Linked DNA regions of Mus musculus: region 2 is linked to region 1. Evidence: chromatin contacts called from public HiChIP or PLAC-seq data. All regions are on one chromosome and are shown on one strand. Each heading gives the region's core, a stretch centred on a gene start, on an enhancer-like site or on the middle of the called end of the contact. The rest is flanking DNA. Distances are from core to core; before and after follow the strand shown. Region 1 holds the start of Pcyox1 (prenylcysteine oxidase 1). Region 2 overlaps Anxa4 (annexin A4).

What was found. HiChIP or PLAC-seq counts read pairs in DNA pulled down with a chosen protein or histone mark.
Region 2: a contact with region 1 is called in a FOXA1 HiChIP or PLAC-seq map of pancreatic cancer cells. The contact joins the enhancer-like site here to the promoter of Pcyox1 in region 1. A contact is called at or near these places in 1 of 39 promoter capture datasets (the C10 cell line), 3 of 115 datasets of contacts at active chromatin or transcription factors (bone marrow-derived macrophages, effector CD8 T cells and pancreatic cancer cells) and 1 of 9 other capture datasets (adipose tissue).

Annotation. Positions count from the first base shown.
Region 1 is chr6:86,393,736-86,399,418 of GRCm38.p6, reverse strand. Pcyox1 (prenylcysteine oxidase 1) reads left to right here and starts at 2,269. Exons shown (of 6, transcript NM_025823.4): 1 at 2,269-2,446; 2 at 3,299-3,505; 3 at 4,836-5,010. The coding sequence starts at 2,335.
Region 2 is chr6:86,767,617-86,773,299 of GRCm38.p6, reverse strand. The region is part of intron 1 of Anxa4 (annexin A4); the gene reads left to right. Among named protein-coding and RNA genes, the nearest start is that of Anxa4, 23 kb to the left of the region's middle. Within about 2 kb of position 3,214, at least 23 of the 459 cell types and tissues checked have an H3K27ac peak or open chromatin away from gene starts, as enhancers often do. A contact at or near this core is called in pancreatic cancer cells, where this site is marked.

The DNA of each region.
Region 1 (5,683 bases), core at 1,020-3,519:
CTGAGGTCACAAGGTCTTGTTTTTCTTGAAGTGTTCTCACCTGTACTCAGAATTCTCCTCACAAGATTCTATTCCTGGACTGGGTTCCAAGAGACCAGGTTACTTTCAAACTCAGATCTGCTTGTCTCTGTCTCCCAAGTGCTGGGACTAAAGGCATGAGCCACCACTGCCCTGACTAGCCAGCTTTTACCTTAGAGATAGAGTCTCCCACTAAACTGGGAGCTTGCCAATTAGGTTAGGTTGCCTGGCCAGCAAGCCCTAGGGACCATCCTGTCTTTCTGCTTTGGGATTATAGTCACGTGCTTCTGAATCCAGATCTTTTTCATGGGCTCTAGGGAATCTGAACTCAGGTTCTCATGCTTGCAAACCTAGCATTTTACCCAGTGAACCATCTCCTCAGAATTCATTCTGAGTACACACTGTGCGTGCATGTGTGCGTGCGTGTGTGTCTTATAGTATGACATCAGTTTAGGGGAGAGGAAAAAAATAATTTTCTTCATTTTTATGATTCCTTATTTAGGACAGACCCCTGTAACAAAACCACATCAACAAGAGAACAATAACCCAAACAGTGGCATAGCCCTTTAATCTCGGCACTCAGGAGACAAGAGGCAGGCAGATCTCTTTGAGTTAAAGCCCAGCCGAGGCTACATAGTGAGCTCTGTCTCAGTAAATAAGAGAAAAACAGACAGAAAATTGAGAGCTTCTCCAAGGAATGAACAGCTCTCCAGAAGCTGGCTTAGGATACAAGTCGCCTTCAAAGGATAGTCAGTTTTTAGAGACATGACAAGGCATAAGGTGGCAAAGAAGAGTTTGAGTTCTTAGGGCTGGAAACCAAGAGAAGGCAAATAATATATGGCAGGAGAAAGGCTCCGGGGTCAGGCTTGTTATGTGAATTTCTTACTGGTGAAAGTTTGTGAAATCCCAGCACACAAGAGGTAGAAAGGGTTACTTGAGATTCTGTTTGAAAAAACAAAGATCTGTGGAAAAACCAAAACTACAAGATATTGACAGGTCTCAGCTGACTAGAAGTGAGAACACCTTGTTCTATAACATAGCACAGCTCTTCCTACATCTGGAGGAGAAGCCTGGCTCTTTAGACTGCCCAGGGCAGAGGAAGGCAGAAGCTGGAAACAAAGAGCTGACTGGTTTTGAAGTTATGCTCTTTGGGAAGGTTGAAGCATAGGGGACATCGTTCTCGGATCTGCTAACAGAGGCATGTCACCAGCTCCCTTTCCTATGAAGGTCAACCAGAAAATTTAGTTTCACCTCTGGTAGCACGCAGCTTCCGATGGGGATTCCCCATTGAGTTGGCATGCTGTCCATCCATCCAGCCCAGTAGCTCAGGCCAAACTAATGGCTTCCTAGGAATTTTACTTAAGATGTCTAAAATTGCCTTTGGTGATAAACCCACATCCCTCAGGTAGAGAAGGGAGGATCCCTTTGTCCTTGTGTGTATGTTTATTTTTATTTATGTGTTTGTGTGTGTTCTGGTGCCCTGGAAGGTCAGAGGAGGGTGACAGTTCCCCTGGCACTGCTGGCACAGGCAGTTGTAAGCCTCAGAAACAGAACTCAGTAGCACTCTTAGCCACTGAGTCATTTCTCCAGTGCTTAAAATTTTGTTATGCTTACAAGTGTGCCAGAGGAAGGTCCGGTGGAATAAATAGCAGGAAGTGCTCTTAACTACTGAGCCATGTCTCCAGCACCCCCACTCTCCCATACACACTCAGTGTTTTGTTTTTAGGCAATTGGAGGAAAGTAGACAGCATTTCTTGTTTTTGTGTCTTCTCTAGTGTCTTCAACTTGGAAACAGACCGTATGTGAGAGGCCACTTTGGTGTTCTAATTTTATTCGTATGGACGTGGGTCCCGTGTTTTGCTCCTCTTACTTCACAATACCCCATCTCTCTTCCTTTTCTTATCACGCAGCTGAGTCCCTGGAACAAAGTGCTCACTTTAGAAATGTTTGCGGCCGGTTTGCCTGGTTTAGACTGAGATTGGCCACGTGCATTCTCTACAAGCTCGCGATTTTGGGGACTGTAGAGGGCACTTGTGAAGAAGGATGCATCTTCAGGAGAGGCGGGAAAGGAGAGCTGAGGTGGCCCTCAACCTGCGCCTTGGATGTGGGCTTCTGGGACCAGAGTGTACTTCGGGGGCACAGAGGACCAGGATTAGATAACACAAAATCGGCGAGCCTGGGGAGCAAAGGACCTGGGTGGGACGAGTGGGCGTGGTCGTGTGCTCTGGGGCGTGGTCTGGGCGGGGCGAAAGCGCGCAGACGCATAGAGCAGGGTCTGCTGGCGGACCCGCGGTCAGTCTGCAGCTGCGGGAGGCCATGGGGCGCTTCGCCGCTGCATTGGTGGGCTCACTGTTCTGGCTGGGGCTGCTGCTATGTGGTCTGGGCAGTCTGGCGAGCGCCGAGCCCCGGGCCCCGCCGAACAGGATCGGTAGGTGCGGGGGATACAGAGGCGCGGCGATGCCTAGGTCGGTCTTCCCAGGGCTGGGTGGAGATCGGGGTCCGGAGACCGGGCCGTGCGCTCCGAGTCTGGAGGAGTGCCACTGGAGGCGTGTGCTAGCCAGGGACTCGGTATCCGTGCAGCTCCAGCCTGGGAGGCCCTCGGCTCTAGCAGCTGAACGCCCTCAAGAGCCCGCCTCTAGCTGTCCCTGGAGCTAAGTCTGTTTGTCCGGCCGATTGGGGCACGCAGACTCTGCACTGGGACCAGTCTCTCTTCCCCTACCTCCAGATCCCCTCCCCCGAGAAGGACTGGGACCGCCTCCCCGCACCTGCGCTCTGCTTACTGCAACTGCTGCAGCTAGCTGGAGAACCCGGTCTCTTCGTGGCTTTGGTTGCCTCGGGTTTTCATTCCTGGGTGTCTATTCCCATCTGAAGCTGTGTCTTTCGGGATCGTTAATGGTGTTGGGGCCATAGAGAGACAAAGAACAAAGCTGGGCGAAGATGGCGTCTGCTTTATTTAAAATGCGTGCTGGAGGGGCCCATTCATACTTCCCCAGGAATTGGGCACAGCAGGGTCCCTGGGTCCGGTGGTGCCTCCACAAAGACCTGGGAGAACCTTTGGGCATCTTTTGACCAACTGTCAGTTTGTAACTTCATCTATAGCACCTGTCTAGGTTCAGGGAGTCTGTCTTTAAAGAGAACCCCTTCCCTCAGGTTTCCCCAAGCTGTTAGTTTTAGTCTTGAGTAATGGCTATTATTGGTTAATGGCTTTTCAAAAACAAAAGCAACACTGATAGGAGGGGAAACAAACGGTTCCTCTTTTCCTTTCCCCCCCTCCGTATAGCAATAGTCGGTGCTGGAATCGGTGGTACTTCCTCCGCCTATTATCTAAGGAAGAAATTTGGGAAGGACGTGAAGATTGACGTGTTTGAGAGAGAAGAGGTCGGGGGCCGTTTGGCCACTTTGAAGGTGCAAGGTCATGACTACGAGGCAGGGGGTTCAGTCATTCACCCCCTAAATTTGCACATGAAGCGATTTGTCAAAGAGCTGGGTATGTGATTTCATAGCACTAAGCAACACTATGTGTGACTGGCCGTATGTGTTTTCCTAACACAGAGAACTGATGTTTCTGCCTTGTCTTCTACAGAGAAGTTGGTGAAACTGTTTCTCTTGCTGTGGGGTTTAGCAGTTGGTCCCAGCTTAGCATCGAGCCACTCTCCTGTAATGAGACTCTAAGCTATCTGTGTGGCATCAGCTCTCTGGAATTACAGCCATGGGGTTGAGTGAGGGTGGCTGTTGCTGTTAATTCTTTAAAAAAAAAATTAAAAAAAATTTTTTTAAAAGTTATATTTTAGCTATTTATTTTGTATAACTGTGGGGTGGGGGTGTTGGTCTGAGTGCCACAGGGTGTGTATGGAGGTCAGAGGACAATTGATCCAGTCAGTTCTTTTTCTTCTACTGTGTGGGTCTCAGGAATTGAACCCAGGTGCAGTCCATTTGGGGCTGAGCCATGTTGCAGCCCCCTGTTGTCAGTTCTTAAACTTCAGGCTTTGGGTTGAGAAATCAGAGTGCTTTGAGCTAGCAGAGTGTTTTTAGCTCATTCTGCTGCTGAGAAAATGAGATCCATGGGCTTCCAACACTTGGCTTGAAGTCGTTCAGACAGGGTTCAGACATGTACTCACGGGGACACATGACTGACACGTTGTCGGCAGAGGAGCGGGCCATGTTCGGGGAAGGCTGGCAGGCCTGTGCAAGCCTTCTCTTAGGGAATATTGTGTAACTCTGGCCGTTTCCCATTTACCTGAGTTTCCCAGTTTTGCAAAGTTGAGGCTTGCGTAGGATGGGACCTCTCTTACTCCTCGGGTGCCCTTCCCAGCCCTGGCAGAGGCTTTCTTCTCCATGACTGAGACTAGTGGGTTTAGTTTGGTACAGGTATGAGATTTTCTGACCCATCTCCTGCTGTGTCAGTTTGTGGATCGAGCAGTCAGTCCTGTGTCCACACTGTTCTAAAAATAGAACTCTAATGTGTTTCCTGAGACCTGGGAATGGCCCCTAAGTCACTCAGTCCAGAAAGTCCCTAACAGGTCTCCCAAATTCCCTTTTCATTGGACCAGTGTAGAAATCACTGGCCTACCTTTCCTCTAGCTTTGTCTTGTTTTGTATCATTTCAAGATTTATTTATTTATTTTTAAAATTATGTATCTGTGTGTGTGGGGGGGGGGTGGGTGGGTGGTGGTGGGGGGATATATCCATGCAAGAGTTACAGGTGGTTGTGAGCCGCCTGACATGGGTACTCGGAACTGAACCCAGGTCCTCTATAAGAGCAGCAAGGGCCCTTAACCACAGAGCCGTGTCTGGAGCCCCTCCCTCTGTTTTGGCAGGTCTCTCCAGTGTTCCCGCTTCAGGTGGCCTGGTGGGCGTGTACAATGGAAAGTCTCTGGTGTTTGAGGAGAGCAGCTGGTTTGTAATCAACGTGATTAAGCTGGTGTGGCGCTATGGGTTTCAGTCCCTCAGAATGCACATGTGGGTAGAAGACTTGTTGGACAAGTTCATGAGGTAACTATTCAGCCTCTGGTGGATCTAAGATCTGTCGGCCCGGGAGCGTGACAGGGTTAGTCTCCTGCACCAGCTCTACCTCATCACCACCTCATTAGGCAAAACGTTTTCGCAGACATCATACAGATCATCATCCTACTTGGGATCTGAATATATCATACGTGTTTGCTTCTAAATTGTACTTGGCGAGGGCTGAGATGTGGCTCAGTGGTAGGACACTTGCCTGGCACGCCCGACCATCTCATTTAAGGAGTTGACTTTGTGTAGAATCTCAGAGTGTCTGGCAACACTAAAGAAACATGGGCAAAGCATGATTCGGAAGTTTAGTCTGAACAACGACAATGACCACCAAAAAAAAAAAAAAAAAAAAAAAAAAAAAGCATGAGTTCTCATGGCAGTCAGTCGGCTCGGCAGCCTTCTGCACATGGGGAGAATGGAGATGTCCAGGCTTTAAGTGTGGAAAGCCACCCACCTAGGAAATGCCAAAGCTGGAGCTGCCTCCCAGGCTGACTGGAGACTCAGTCTCAGTGCCTGCCTCGTGCTGGTGAGTGAGATCCTGAGCACAAGAGCTTGGAGGAAAGGTAAACTGAGGTGAAGTGTGGCTTTGGGGTTTGGTGTGCGTGCACTTCTCTGTAGGTGTATCCATCCATTTGCCTCTGTGTATGTGAGTGCA
Region 2 (5,683 bases), core at 1,965-4,464, 370 kb before region 1:
CTGGAGGGGCATCAGCACCTAGGACTGCATCTGGGTCTGTGGGCACCTAACTCGGACTCCACCTGGAACAATGACCTCAGTAGGCTTCACTCAATGCAGGTGTTGAACTCAGGACTTCTGGAAGAAGAGTCAGTGCTCTTCATTGCCGAGCCATCTATCCAGCCTCAATTCGGGTGTTTTTACATTCACATTACATAACTTATACATCCTGCCTTTGATGAAAGGTTGGGAAATGACTGTGTCCCCAACTCAAACCCCATCACTCCAACAAAACTTGCCTTATGAAAGACATAAGTTCCAAGAAAAAGAGTAGACACTCACTGTTACTTTCCAATGTCATTGGCAGTTTCGAAAGCCTTCCTACTTGGGTGTGGCCCACCCACACCCTCCGCTAACCCCAGGGACCAGAAGTTAAATCTGTCCCTGCTGGATGTAAAATGAAACTGTGTTCCAGCGAAGAGTGAGTCACTCACATGTGACTCCAGAGACTCAAGAATATTCCAGAGTTAGAACAGAGTACAAAGAAGTCCATGCCCGAAAACGACTCAGGTTGCCTGTCCTGGGGTGTGGGTCAGTGTCTGGAATCGGAGTGGAGGTCCCAGGGTTAAGGTGGGGTCTCATAGATACTGTATTCACCAGAAGTTCTGCCCTCGTGATAAATATGACACCCGAGTCAGCATTCAGCTCAGTGCAGTGACACTGCATTGACAGGGACACAGTATGGCCACTAGTGGGGTTGTGCACATTAACCCTTCCAGATGGCAACTTGGGAAAAGAGAGAGATGTGTCCATGACCTCCCAATATTTCCTTGTGAATCCCCGTTGTGAATTATTTTTGTAGATGTATGTAATCTTTCACGAAGCAGGTGACTCACTGACAGCTGAATTTCCTTCCTGATACTGCAGTTCATGTCAGTCTCATATAAACATTCTCCCAGTCGCTCTAAAACAGTATGTTTTCTTTTTAAGACAGTCTCAATGTGTAGCCCAGTCTACCCTCGGAGATCCTTCCACCTCACCCACCCAAGTGCTGAAATTACAGGTGTGCACTACCACATCTGGTTTAAACTATACCTTCAAAGCTCTCCTATGCCACACCCTTTATGCACATGATATTTGCACATGATTAGGAAGCGGAAGCCACTCCACACCTGGCTCTGTGCATCCCTTGGAGTTTCAGGCGATTCTGAAAGGATGGGTCACCGCCTATTGTCACTTTTCATCTGGGACAGTCTTGATGCTATTGGGGTCATTTGACTCCCCCAGAAATGTGTTTGCAATATTTTAGAGTAAAACCTGGGGTTCCATTGCTTGTTATTTTACCCTCTTTCTGACAGCAAAGTTTTTAAAACTCCAATTTAATTTTGAGTCACTGTAAATATAGTTCAATTTAGGGAATCCTAGGCAGGCCCTCAGAGAGAAAGGTCCAAGACGTGTAAGTAGCTGAGAATGCCATTGCCATCTGTTGCACACACTGAGCACCACTGGGCAAGGAGACTTTGTAGTGAAGCTTTGGGAGGTGGGACCCTCTGGGGTTGGGAAGATGCCTATGGAGATGTGATAGTTCTGGCCCAGAACTTGAGAGCAGGCCATCGCCGAGTGGAAGGCAGGCAGAGCGTGAGGCAGCCGGAGCATGAGGCAGCGCGTCACTCAGAATCCGCAGTCAGGAAGCAGAGAGAGATGAACACTGGTACTCAGCTCACAGTCTCCGTTTCACTCAGCCCAGGATCCCAGCCCAAGGGATAGAGCTGTCCACAGTCAGGATGCATCCTCCCCTCACTCAGTGCAGCCTGGAAACTCTCGCACAGGTGTGCTCAGACGTTTGCCTCCAAGGTGACTCTAGATCCTGACAGTCAGTGTTAAGCACCAAACTTGACTGTCTGCTCTTCTTCCCCCTTGTTATTCCCAAGAGCCAAAGTGGCCTTGCTAGGAGCCTAACACTGTTAGAAAGCAGGCTGGTGGGCTAATTTCACACACATTATCCACAGCCATGAAATGGACTTAAAAGGCATGTCTGAGACTCTGCCCTTGTTTTCTATCTTAGTAAAGTATTCCTGACTCCTTGAGGGTAGGGTTCCAGAGGTGTGGCTCTAGCAGTCTCCCCACTTCCTGTGGAGTAGGAAGAAGCAGTGGAAAAGGTTTCTAGTTCAGGTCCTCCCCTTTTGGAAGGTGTCCTTCTTCCCTGCCCCCTCACTTGATGTTTCTTCCTAACTTACGTGGTAGCAGCAGCAGCTGGGCTGAACTGGCAGAATCACTCTTTGGAAGGGAGGGAGGCACTTCTGGATGCCTCGGGTGGCACGCAACAGGGAGGGTGGCAGGAGACTCTGCTCGTGACTTGGTTTTGCCTTCATCTATACTTGTTTCATTCACCTTATTATTATTTTTTTTTTACTTTTAACTACATATTTATTTGTTTGTTTTGACCATTTGATGTGTTTGTGTATGGGCACACATGTGCGGTAAGTGTGGCGATCAGAAGCCACCTCATGGGAATTCGTTCTTCCCTTTGGTCATATGTGTCCCAGGGATCAAACCGAGGTCTCGAGGCTTGGCAGCAAGCCCCTTCATCTGCTGAGCCTTCTTGCTAGCACTCACTCGCCTTATTGTTAAATAATCTCTGAGAAATGTGCTTCTAGGCTGGGGATATAGCTCAGTTGGTAGAGTGAGTGCTTGGCTAACATTCATGAAACTCTGGGTTTAATCTCCAGGACTCATAAATTAATCACAGTGGTGCATGCCTGTAATCCCAGCATGTCAGAGGAGGCAGGAGCATCAGAAGTTCAAAACCATCCCAAACTGCATATGGAGTTTAAGGCCAGCCTGGGCTAAAAACCCTGAGTTTAAATAGAAGGGACATGTGGTCTCTTTTGTCCTCCTAGAAGCAGGGGCTCAGCTTGGTGATTGGCATATGGGAGGGTGACTGTCCCAGGTACAATGAAGCCAGGCTCATGTGGCTTTCATACCCAGGACTTAGTGCGTGCTGTCAGTGAGTTGCAGAGTAGTAGCTGTGCTCTTTGCTGTGTTCTGTTAGTATTTACATGGAGAGAACAAGTGTCCCTCCAGGTAATCAGGCCTCACGGTGGGTTCTCTGCAGCCCACTGACACGATGAACTTGTTCTCAGCGTCAGCGGGTTCTTGGCCCTGCCCCCCTCCTCCATGTTAAGTCTGTGGAGCAGAGTTCTCCTTAATGCTTCATCCATCCAAGAGAACCTTTCCCCAGAGGTGGCTCTGTGGTCACAGCCAAAGCTGATTCATAGTCTAATTCTTTAATTCAGTAGCTCCCTGTGTGTGTGTGTGTGTGTGTGTGTGTGTGTGTGTGTGTGTGTGTGTGTGTGATTCATGTGGAGGCCAGAAGACAAATTCTTGTGTTATTCCTCAGGTACGGTGTACCCCTTTTTTGAGACAGGTTTTCTCGTTGGCTTTGTAGAATAGGCTCGCCAACAATTAAGCGCAGGCATCTGCCTGTCTCTGCCACCCTAGTGCTGAGCTTACAGTGAACACCTCTTTATGTGTGAGCTCTGGGGACTGAGCTCAGCCCTTGTGCTTGTCTTGTGTCTCCTCAGAGCTCTCACTTTTGTTTGTTTGTTTGATTGATTGATTGATTTTAACAAGATCTCATGTAACCCAGGCTGGCCTCGAATTCCTCATATCTGGTGTCATGCCCTGCAGAAGGATGTTAGTACGGCCAACAGTCCTATAACAAGAAGTTTAACACACACACACACACACACACACACACACAAGCTTAACACGTTTATTTAATTAAAGTTATATACAAGATTCAAGTCTTCATCAATGAAGACCCTGAACCCCAACGAAAATTCTGAGGACTCTGAGGTTTCCTTTTCTTTCCTCGTCTCTTCTTTTCTTTTCTTTTGCTAAAGACAGAGTCCCACTGTGTAGCCCTGGCTGGCCTAGAACTCACTATGTAGGCCAAGTTGGTTTCAAACCCAGTCATGCCTGCCTCTGCCGCCTAAGCATTAGGGTTAAAGCTATATGCCGCCATACCAGGCCTGAGGAAAGTTCTGGTTTTCTATTTAGGTTCCATGGAGAATGGATGGGTGTTTAGAAACACAGCTAACTGGGCAGAAGGCTTGACCCTGTGACACATACCTGAGGGTGTCACATTCCTTTCTCTGGAGTGTGGTGCAAGAGCCACCTGTGAGGACACTCACGTGATTTACTCTGAAATAAGACAAGCAAGAGAGCTTCCTACACAGAAATACAGGAAAAGGTTGACTCAACACTCCAGACCCCATGGCTTACTTGGCGGTGGGAAGGAGAAGGGCTTTGGTGTGTGTGTGTGGGGGGGGGGTGTCTAGAAGGTTTGCATGACTGACTTTGGGAATCTCAAGCTGGGAAGGGCCAAGAGGGTGGGAGAAGGCTAGAGAGACCGGGCTCTGAGAATGTTTCTGAGAGCCCACAGTTAGGGGAACTCAGCCCAGCAGTTGAGTGTCAGCCTCTAGATGTGTGTGTGTGTGTGTGTGTGTGTGTGTGTAGGGGTTCCCACCCCAAGCAATTCCTCAGTTCTTTCTTGGCTCCAAATAGGAACTCTATACCTTAACCCACTTCCAATACTGTTAAGGGCTAAAGACTCTATCCCAAAATACTGCCCAGTTCATGTATCACCTTCTAGTCCAGGAAATACTTCTGGCCCACAGGCAATAAACCAAGGGATCCCATAGCTCCCGTGTGTTTGACTGTGGGAATGGCTTGCAGAACTCAGGCCAAGAGTTTGCTGAATGAATCATGAGCACTTTATAAAAGATGAACCTCAGAAGCAGGCACAGAGGGCAGGCATAAGGGAAGGGACAGAAGTTCCCATGATCCCTTGCTCCCTTCCCTTGTGTGGGTGTCTTATTATGGCCACACTAGTTCATTTCTGCCTCAGAGTGTTCGCACACCTGTTCCCTCCACTTGGAAGAGTCTCTGTTGGAACTGGAGCAGCTGCCTGTGCCCTGCATTGAATCTTCATTCAGCTGAGCTGGGCATGTAGCTCAGTGGGTAGGACATGCACCCAGCATTCACTCAGCCTGGAGTTTAACCCTCAGTACTCGATAAACAGATAAACGGGGCATGGGCATGTGTGGTGTTGCAGGCCAGTAATCCCAGCACTCAGGAAGTAGAGCCAGGAGGGTAAATTTGAAAAAAAAAATTTATGTATGTATATATATATATGTGTGTGTGTGTGTGTGTGTGTGTGTATATGTGTGTATATATATATATATATATATATATATATATATATATATATATAGATAGAGAGAGAGAGAGAGAGAGAGAGAGAGTGTTAGTTCAAGGCCAGCCTGAGTGCTTCCTTCAGCTTGGATGGCCTTTCCTCAGAGGTGCGTCTGGGCTATGCTATCGGGATCTGCTCCTTCCTGGTACCCAGATCATAACAGCATCTCTGTTAAAGACAAAATAGCAATAGTCCAAGCTCTATGGAACCTGAGAGGCTTTGCTTATGATCCTGGAGCCAGCCCAGAGCACAGACCAAAGGCGACCAGATGCCCACTCTGCAGCACCAGGTTCCTTAAAACCAGAAGAAAGTAAAGCAGGGGATGACAGGAAAGGGAAGTGGGATACAAGAGACAACCTGGCTGGTCACAGCTCTCATCTGTCTTATCAGAAGATGGGTAGAACAGCTGCTGCTTGTGATTGGCTGAGAGTCAGCAGCTTGTTA